Linked DNA regions of Sus scrofa: region 1 is linked to region 2. The links are chromatin contacts, called in public Hi-C maps. All regions are on one chromosome and are shown on one strand. The core of a region is the stretch at or near the end of the contact, and the rest is flanking DNA. Distances in the headings are between cores, read along the strand shown.

Region 1 (4,056 bases), core at 1,477-3,976, 180 kb before region 2:
TCCTTAACCCACTGAGCAAGGGCAGGGACCGAACCCGCAACCTCATGGTTCCTAGTCGGATTCATTAACCACTGCGCCACGACGGGAACTCCTTTTTTTGAATCTCTTTAACAAATATCTCTCATGAGTCCACAGGAGGTACCAGGCCCTGCCCTGGCTGCTGGGACACTGCGGTGACAGAACCCAAGGCGTGGAGCTGGCCTACTGGTGGGGGACACAGGTATGAAACAACCCAGTACAGAACAGCTGAAATGCAGGGTTTCAGGAGAAAATAAAGAGACGAGATAAGAGTAAGGCGTCACGGGGGGGGGGGGGTGGAGGCATTTTGGCTCAAGGGGTGAGAGAAGAAGGCATCTGAGACTCGAATGCAGGGAGGGGGCGAGTCCTTGGAGAACCTGCGGAGTTCCTCCAGCGAAGGGAGTGGCATGTGCCAAGGCCCTGAGGCCAGTCCATGTCCGGGCGGGGGCCTGGTGTGGGCACCAGGAAGCGGAAAGCGGTGTGGGCAGTGGGGCGCTGGAGGGGGAACACGGGAAGAGACTTGCGGGTCATGGAGACGTTTGCCTTGGGCTCCCAGAAGAATAAGATACGTCCGGAGAAGTTTAAGCTAAGGAAAGTCATGGCCTGATTTACCTTTTTTTTTTTTTTTTTAAATTGAGATTGAAGCCACATCGAATAAGATCCACTGTTCTGTGTATTTGCAAGTGTATAATTGAGTGGTCTTCAAAAGAGTCGTGGTGTTGTGCAGGGGTCACCACTCTCTAATTCCAGGACAATCATCACCCGCACCCCCAAAGAAAATCCTAACCCGCCGAGCAATCACCCCCCCCAGCCCCTGTCAGACACTACTTGACTTCCTGTCCTTCTGGATTTGTCTATTCTGGGTATTTCATCTACAGGAGCACCCAATATGGGGTCCCCTGTGATGGGCTTCTTCCATGGAGCATAATGTTTTCAAGCCTCATCCATATTGTAGCAGGTGTCTGAACCTCAATTCTTCTGTTTTTTTTTTCAGCCACATCTGTAGTATATGGAAGTTTCTGGGCCAGGGTTCGAATCAGAGCTGCCGCTGAGTCCTATGCCACAGCCACAGCCACAGCAACCTCGGATCCAAGCTGCATCTGCCACCTACACTGCAGCTTGCAGCAATGCTGGATCCCTAACCCACTGAGCCAGGCCAGTGATTGAACCTTCATCCTCACTGACACTAGATCAGGTTCTTAACCCACTAAGCCACATGGGAACTCCTTTTTTTTTTTTTAAATGGCCACACTGGTGGCATATGGAAATTCCCTGGCTAGGGATTGAATTGACACCTCTGCAGTGGCTAGAGCCACTTCGGTCAGAGTCTTAATGCACAGAGCCACAGTGGGAACTCCAGAACCTCAGTCTTTTTGATGGCTGAATAATATTCCACTGTATGGACAGACCAGATTTTGGCTCTCCGGTAATTGGCGGAGGGACAATTGGGCTGTTCCCACCTGACTGGCTTTGTAAGAGGATCTCTGGGCCCAGAGTGGAGCAGGAAGAGTGGGCAGGAGGCAGCACCCTCAACCGAGTAATGCAGGTGAGTGATGATGGCAGGGCCCGCAGGAGAGCAAGTGTGGGGAGGGGAAGGCGGGCAGCCGGCGAGGCAGAGCTGGTTGACCTGAGTTGTTGTCTAGCAACGCCCCACCTGTCCTTTCTTTGCCCTCCATGGGATGGCTTTCGGAACTCAGTAAAGGTGGCGGTGAACGAGCATCCCTCTGGCCCCAGCAGGGCATCCTTTCTCATCACTCCTCCGCCTGGACCACGTCCACCTCCTGTTCTTTCTTCTGCACTTGGACTGACTGTAAGTGGCATCTGGGGGGAGTTGTGCATATCCTGTATGAGCCTGCAGATGGGTATTAACAGCGGTTTTCCTCTGTGGGGTGTAGAACTGGCGAGTCAGGACAACGCCCCCCTCCCCCGAGAAACCTTTCCAAAGCGACCCCAGGCTGCTGCAGGCTGAGCCCTGGAGCCCCACAGCCCCACGCCGCCCGCCTCCGCGGAGAAAAGAAGCGCACAGAACAATTTCTGAAATTAAGTGCCATCCGCTGGGTTATTTTAAACCAGAGAACAAGAAATGCCTCCTTCAACAGAGAGGACCGGGTTTGATCCTGTGCTTCCAGGACCTGTCAGGTGCCTCAGGTCAAGGTCATACCTGCAGTGTGGTTCTGTGTTGTATTACTAAGGGGGTCTTCATTTAGTAAAAAAAGAAAGCACCACGTGTTGTGTGGGTGCCTTGGCATCAAGTCTGCAGCTCAGAGTAAGGGTTGGCAATTGCTGCTCTCAACAGCCGGCTCTTTAATTTTATTATTTATTTATTTATTTTGCCCGCGTCTATGGCATGTGGAAGCTCCTGGGCCAGGGATGGACCCCAAGCCACAGCAGTGACAATGTTGAGTCTTTAACCCACCGAGCCACCAGGGAACTCCCCACCCTTTTATTTTTAAAATTTCCTTTAAAAGCATTTTAAAAAGTTCTTTTTTCATATTTCAAATGGAACACAAAGTTCAAAAACTACAAAGCCAGCAAAGGTTAGAACGTGTCTCAGGGCGGACATCCAGGGGCCAGGCTGTCCTCACACGTTTGCTCACGTTCTTATCAGCATGTGATGTTTTTCTCAGCCACTCTGGAATTGAGAGCTGGTTTGACTCCATCTGCACTTCTGCCTGACTTTCCGCTCTGGATCTGCCTTAATTATGACTTGCTCTCTGGAAAGGGTGCAGAGAAGGGTGGTGACAGAAGCCACAGGTTTGTGGTGGATGCTGAAACCCAGCAGGGCAGTGGCTAGTCTGGACTATTCACAGGGTCCTCTCCAGCCACCTTGAGCCGAGGGCTGATGGAGGCAAATGAGCTAAAGATACAGCAAATCGGGGGTGGTGTGGGGGTGCTGGATGAGTCATGGACCTTGGCTCTACGTCCAGAGCTATAATCCTTCCCCAGAAACCCAGCTTCAGGGTAGCCCATGAAGGCTTCCAAGGTACAGACGAGTGCCCATCCTGTCCTAATTGGAATTGCTACTTCTGAGCTGCCCAGGTGGCACATCTGGATCAGAACCCCAGGCTCTCCACCTGCGGCCAAAGCTCTCAAGCCTCCACCAGGAGGGGATTTCTGCTGTCTGGGACCCCGGGCGAGCGCTCAGCCATCCACGAAAGTGTTTTTGGGCTTCTGAGATGGAGATGGCGCTTCTCAAAGCAAACCCCTCGCTCCGTCACCCCCGGGAGCAGAGACGACATACATTTCACTGGATCCAGCTGTTCTGCACGTGCCTCTCTGTCTTGAATCTAAGCACATGAATCCTTCCAAATGGACCGGGAAGGAAGATGTGCTGGCCTTGGGGTCACCTACCTGGTTCCAATCCTGTGTTTGGCTCTTCCCGATGGGTGACCTCAGCCAAGCCACCTTGGCCCTTCCTGGAACCCCATTTCCTAGTTTGTAGGATGGGGCCAGTGCTCTGGGGGTGGCTGTGAGGACGGGGGTGGATGTAGTTCAATGCACCCCCGTGCGGCATCTGGCTCCTATGACGCACTCAGTGGCCGTGATGTTTGCTTTACATGTGGGCATATTTGCAGTTCTCAGTGTGGGTTTTAACCTCCCCTTTGCCACATCTCCCACATGTTCCCTCTCCACTTATCTGCTTCCATGAACCCTCCCTCGGAACCCCCCACCCCGCCACAATGGTTTCCATCTCTTCTGGGGTCAGTTTAACCCATCTCACCACACCCCAGCATCACCCAACCACACCTGCCACTTGGCTTCTGTGTTTCCTGTGCACGAATCTTGCTTCCTCAAGAGCAGGTGGTGGTGGAGGTGGTGGTTTGGGGGCGGGGGAACATGTTTAAGATGATGGTACAGACACAGACTGCTATCACTGCCTGGGTTCAAATTGTAAGTGACTGGGCCCCTTAGTATTAGTATGACTTTATTTCATTATCTGTAAAATGGGTCCACATTTCCTCCTGGAGTTGCTAAAAAGAATTAAATGAACTCTTATGCATAGATCTCTTAGAACTGTGTTGACCTTGGAAATGCCGC
Region 2 (3,665 bases), core at 685-3,184:
CCCCTCCCACACAGAGAGCTGTAATTACTAGCTACAGAATAGAATTCTTTTGTTGTCCAGCTTTTAATTTGTTTTGTAAAAACCATGTAGAATCAAAGCGCGCTACCAATGGTTTCTGGCAGACACATAACTAATCAAATTTAAGTTCCCGTCTTTGACTCCACGAGGCCAGTCAAGGTGGCAGACAGGCCAAGTTTCTCCACATCCTAAGTCAATTTCACATTTAGGTCTTTTGGGGGGGGGGTGCCCTCCTGATTGTTGCCTTTGAACTACAACAACACAAACGGGAAATGGCAGCCACGAAAGGGCTGAGAAGGATAACATTTTTAAACAAGCAAAACTTGCCGGCCAACGGTACCCTCGGGGGACAAGTGATTCCTTCTGCGAGATTAGAACACGGGTTTGTATTTCGGTAAATTTGAGGAGAAAAGAAAAGAAAAAGAAAACCTCAAAACGCACTTTCGAAGATTGATTTGCTTTTTCCTTTGAAGGTTATCAATTTATAGAGTCAGGAATGACTAATTCCCGAAATGAGTGTTCAGCTATTTTCCTGCAGGACCCAGAGCGCTAACATTTATTGTACTGTGATATTATTCAGAATTTTAATAAACCTTAACTGGGAGATTTCTCTCTCTGATCGGCGGTGGTGTGGGCAGGCACAGGGCGCACAGGCGCTTCCACTGTGCGGAACAAACATCATCTCTCAGTGGTAAATTAAAATAAATTACCTCTCAATCCAAAGGGGGGACTGGCTCACTTCTTTACTTTCTAAATAAGTCGCACGTCAACTACTATTTTAGGATACCCTATAATTGAATACAGGATAATATAAAAAAATCTCTTGTGCTTTAAAAAACACACACGCACAATCGCTGTTACCTCTTCATCTAAAATGCTGTAAGAACCGGGAAAGGCAGCTTGGCGCACCTACATCCCCACTTCCGACTGGCTCCCCAGGTTCGCCTAGCAGGACCGAGGGCCCGAGATATAGAGGACCTGGGGCGCCCACGGGGGTCTCGCTCGAGCGCCAGGACCCTCCCGGCGCCTCCCTCGCCCGCCGCCCCGGCCGGGCCCTGGACGTGGCGGAGCAGGTGACCGGGGGGTTGGGATCCGCCTGTTTTCGGGGATCCGTAGCTTCCAAGGTGTTTCATGCGCCCCTAGACCCCGATCTGCCCGGGCCCGGCGCCCTCCAGTAAGTCACCCACAAACCCGGGCGCGCCGGGGCCCCTCCGACACCCTCTCCGGCGTCCCCCAGCCCCTTCGCGATATCAGGTCTCCCAGGCGCCCACTGGCAAGGGCCCCCCACCACGCCCGCGTTTCCTTTTAAGACAAAAGCAAGTGAAACAAGTCGGCGCGCCCCGCCCGCCCCAGCCGGCTCGGCGACCCCAGAACCGCGGCCCAAGTTCGCAGCCGGCTCCGCGCGTCATCGCCGGGCCCACTCCGCGCCCCACTTGCCGCCCCCAAAGCCACTGGGCCATCCATACCACGAGCTGAGCGGATCGGATCTCAGAAGCGCGACCCCTGGATCCTAGGAATAGCCGCCACCCCTCCGGGACCCCGGCTGCGCCCTGGGATCCGGCTCTCCGCGCCACCCACGTCCTCCACGCCGTTTCTGGATCCCTCGGCAGAGGAACCGGGGCCCGGAGGGCGCTCCCCGCCGGACCTGCCGGACCCTGGCCGCCCACCCGGCCCGACCCTGCTCTTACCGCGCCGCTTCGGGCAGGGCGGCCGGCGACTCGGGGCCCGGACTCCTCGGTGCGCGCCGGGGAGGGCGCGGGCGGCGGGGCCGGGACGCGGGGAGGGCGCTCGGCAGGCCTGAGCCGGCAGGGAGCGGCGGGCGGCGGGCTCCGGGAGCTCAGGGCTGGGGCGATACCGCGCTCCGCGCCGCCGCTGGAGGAAGTAACTGGCCGGTCCCCTTCGCTGCGCGCTCTTCAGGAGCCGGGGGAGGACGGAGGAGGGAGGGGAGGCGACCGCGGGGAGGGGAGGAGGGGGGCGGGGGAGGGGAAAGGCGAGAGGGGAGGGGAGAGGGGAGGAGATCGGGAGGGGAGGGGTGGGGGTGGAGAAGGGAGCAAAGTCGCGAGAGGGCGGGAGCAGGGGAGGGGGGAAGCCGAGGGGAGGGGAGCGGAGTGGAGGCGGGGGGAGGAGAAGAGCAGGGGGCGGAGCCAGTCCTTCCAAGCCCGGCCTCGCTCGGCGCCCGCTGTCACTGGGCTCTGTCCCTTGCCTGCGGTTCGGGGGGCCGTGGTGGGCCGGGGACCCCGAGGACTCGAGCCCTGTGTGTGTCCCGGGAGCTCAGAAGGAGAGTCTTTCTTTGGTTTCTTCCGCTGGTGCGGAGACTTTAACACCAAAACCTGTCCTGGCAGGACTGGAGCAGTGCTGGTGCCACCGAGCGGCCACAGGGCTTGGGTCATAAGGGACTATTTCTGGCCCAATTCTTGGACCTCTTCGTGGACTTCTGACTCTTCTGTCCTGAAAAGACACTAAAAGACATGATAGACGTACAAGGTGGGCCCTTTTCTGGGTCACAGAGCGCCCCTCTGCTCCGGGAAGCCCTGTTCCTACCGCCTCCGAGGAAGTGGCGCCCCCTAGAGTTGAGCGGTGTCTTAGTAGGAACCAGCCTTTGAAAGAGCTTCCCTGGGCTCATTCTCAGGATAATTGTCCTCACATTAAACATGAGGGAATGGGCCCTTTGGGTAAATAACTTGCCGAGTCATAGGACGTGTGAGTGGGAAATTCAGGGTTGAAACTCCAGGCTATCTGACTTCCAACTATGGTCAAAACCGTCACCCTTCCCCCCCAGAGTTTCCATTTTTAGCAGGAGATACTTGAGTCCATGGCTAGAAATGCACACATTTCCTATTCAGATTCCGGTCACATTCTCAGTATTTATTTATCTATTTATTTATTTGTCTTTTCTCTCTTTTTCACGGCACCGGCGGCATATGGAGATTCCCAGGCTAGGGGTCCAATCGGAGCTGTAGCTGCCAGCCTATGCCAGGGCCACAGCAACACTGGATCCGAGCCGTGTCTATGACCTACACCACAGCTCAGGGCAATGCCGGATCCTCAACCCACTGATCGAGGTCAGGGATGGAACCTGCGCCCTCATGGATGCCAGTCAGGTTCGTTAACTGCTGAGCCACGACGGGAACTCCTTGGAGAAATATTTAGATGCCCAGGGGTGGATAGAAAATACAATAGCTCAGCTTAGGCAAGGCCAGGGACTGCAGTGCTGTGAAGGGAGAGAGGAGCAGCCTCCCTTCTCTGTTACCAAGGTTCCCGGTTTCCATGGCAACCCTAACTCCGGAGTCATCTGGATAATTGAGATACTATTGTGCCTTAATGTTTCCAGGTACCTGAGGGTCTCCAGGTATCATCATTACGTGGGTGAGACAGGGTCTGTGGAGGCTCAAAAAACCCGGTGCTGAGAGGGTTTGTATTTACAGCAGGTTGAATTGATTCTGATGGTCTCTCTGTGTATATTCAGGCCTGGATCAGAAACCACTGATAGGTCAAGAAGGAGGTTCATAAATGGAATACAGATCCATAGTAAGTTACCATGGAGATGCAAAGAGTATGCTACTTTTTTTTTTTTTTTTTAATGGTAGCAGAAAATACTGACTCATCTGGGCTGCAGTTTCAGCTAATAGAGGGTCTTTTCCCCCAGG

The links. A called contact is a pair of places that touch in the nucleus more often than the background predicts.
Region 1: a Hi-C map of heart right ventricle shows a contact between it and region 2, with 7 times the contacts expected there. The contact joins the enhancer-like site here to the promoter of ETS2 in region 2. A contact is called at or near these places in 1 of 5 promoter capture datasets (liver), 2 of 47 Hi-C or Micro-C datasets (alveolar macrophages and heart right ventricle) and 1 of 2 datasets of contacts at active chromatin or transcription factors (alveolar macrophages).

The regions. Positions count from the first base shown.
Region 1 is chr13:202,640,216-202,644,271 of Sscrofa11.1, reverse strand. No RefSeq gene overlaps it. Among named protein-coding and RNA genes, the nearest start is that of PSMG1, 130 kb to the left of the region's middle. Within about 2 kb of position 2,726, at least 4 of the 83 cell types and tissues checked have an H3K27ac peak or open chromatin away from gene starts, as enhancers often do.
Region 2 is chr13:202,462,610-202,466,274 of Sscrofa11.1, reverse strand. ETS2 (protein C-ets-2) reads right to left here and starts at 1,934. Exons shown (of 10, transcript XM_021070986.1): 1 at 1,707-1,934.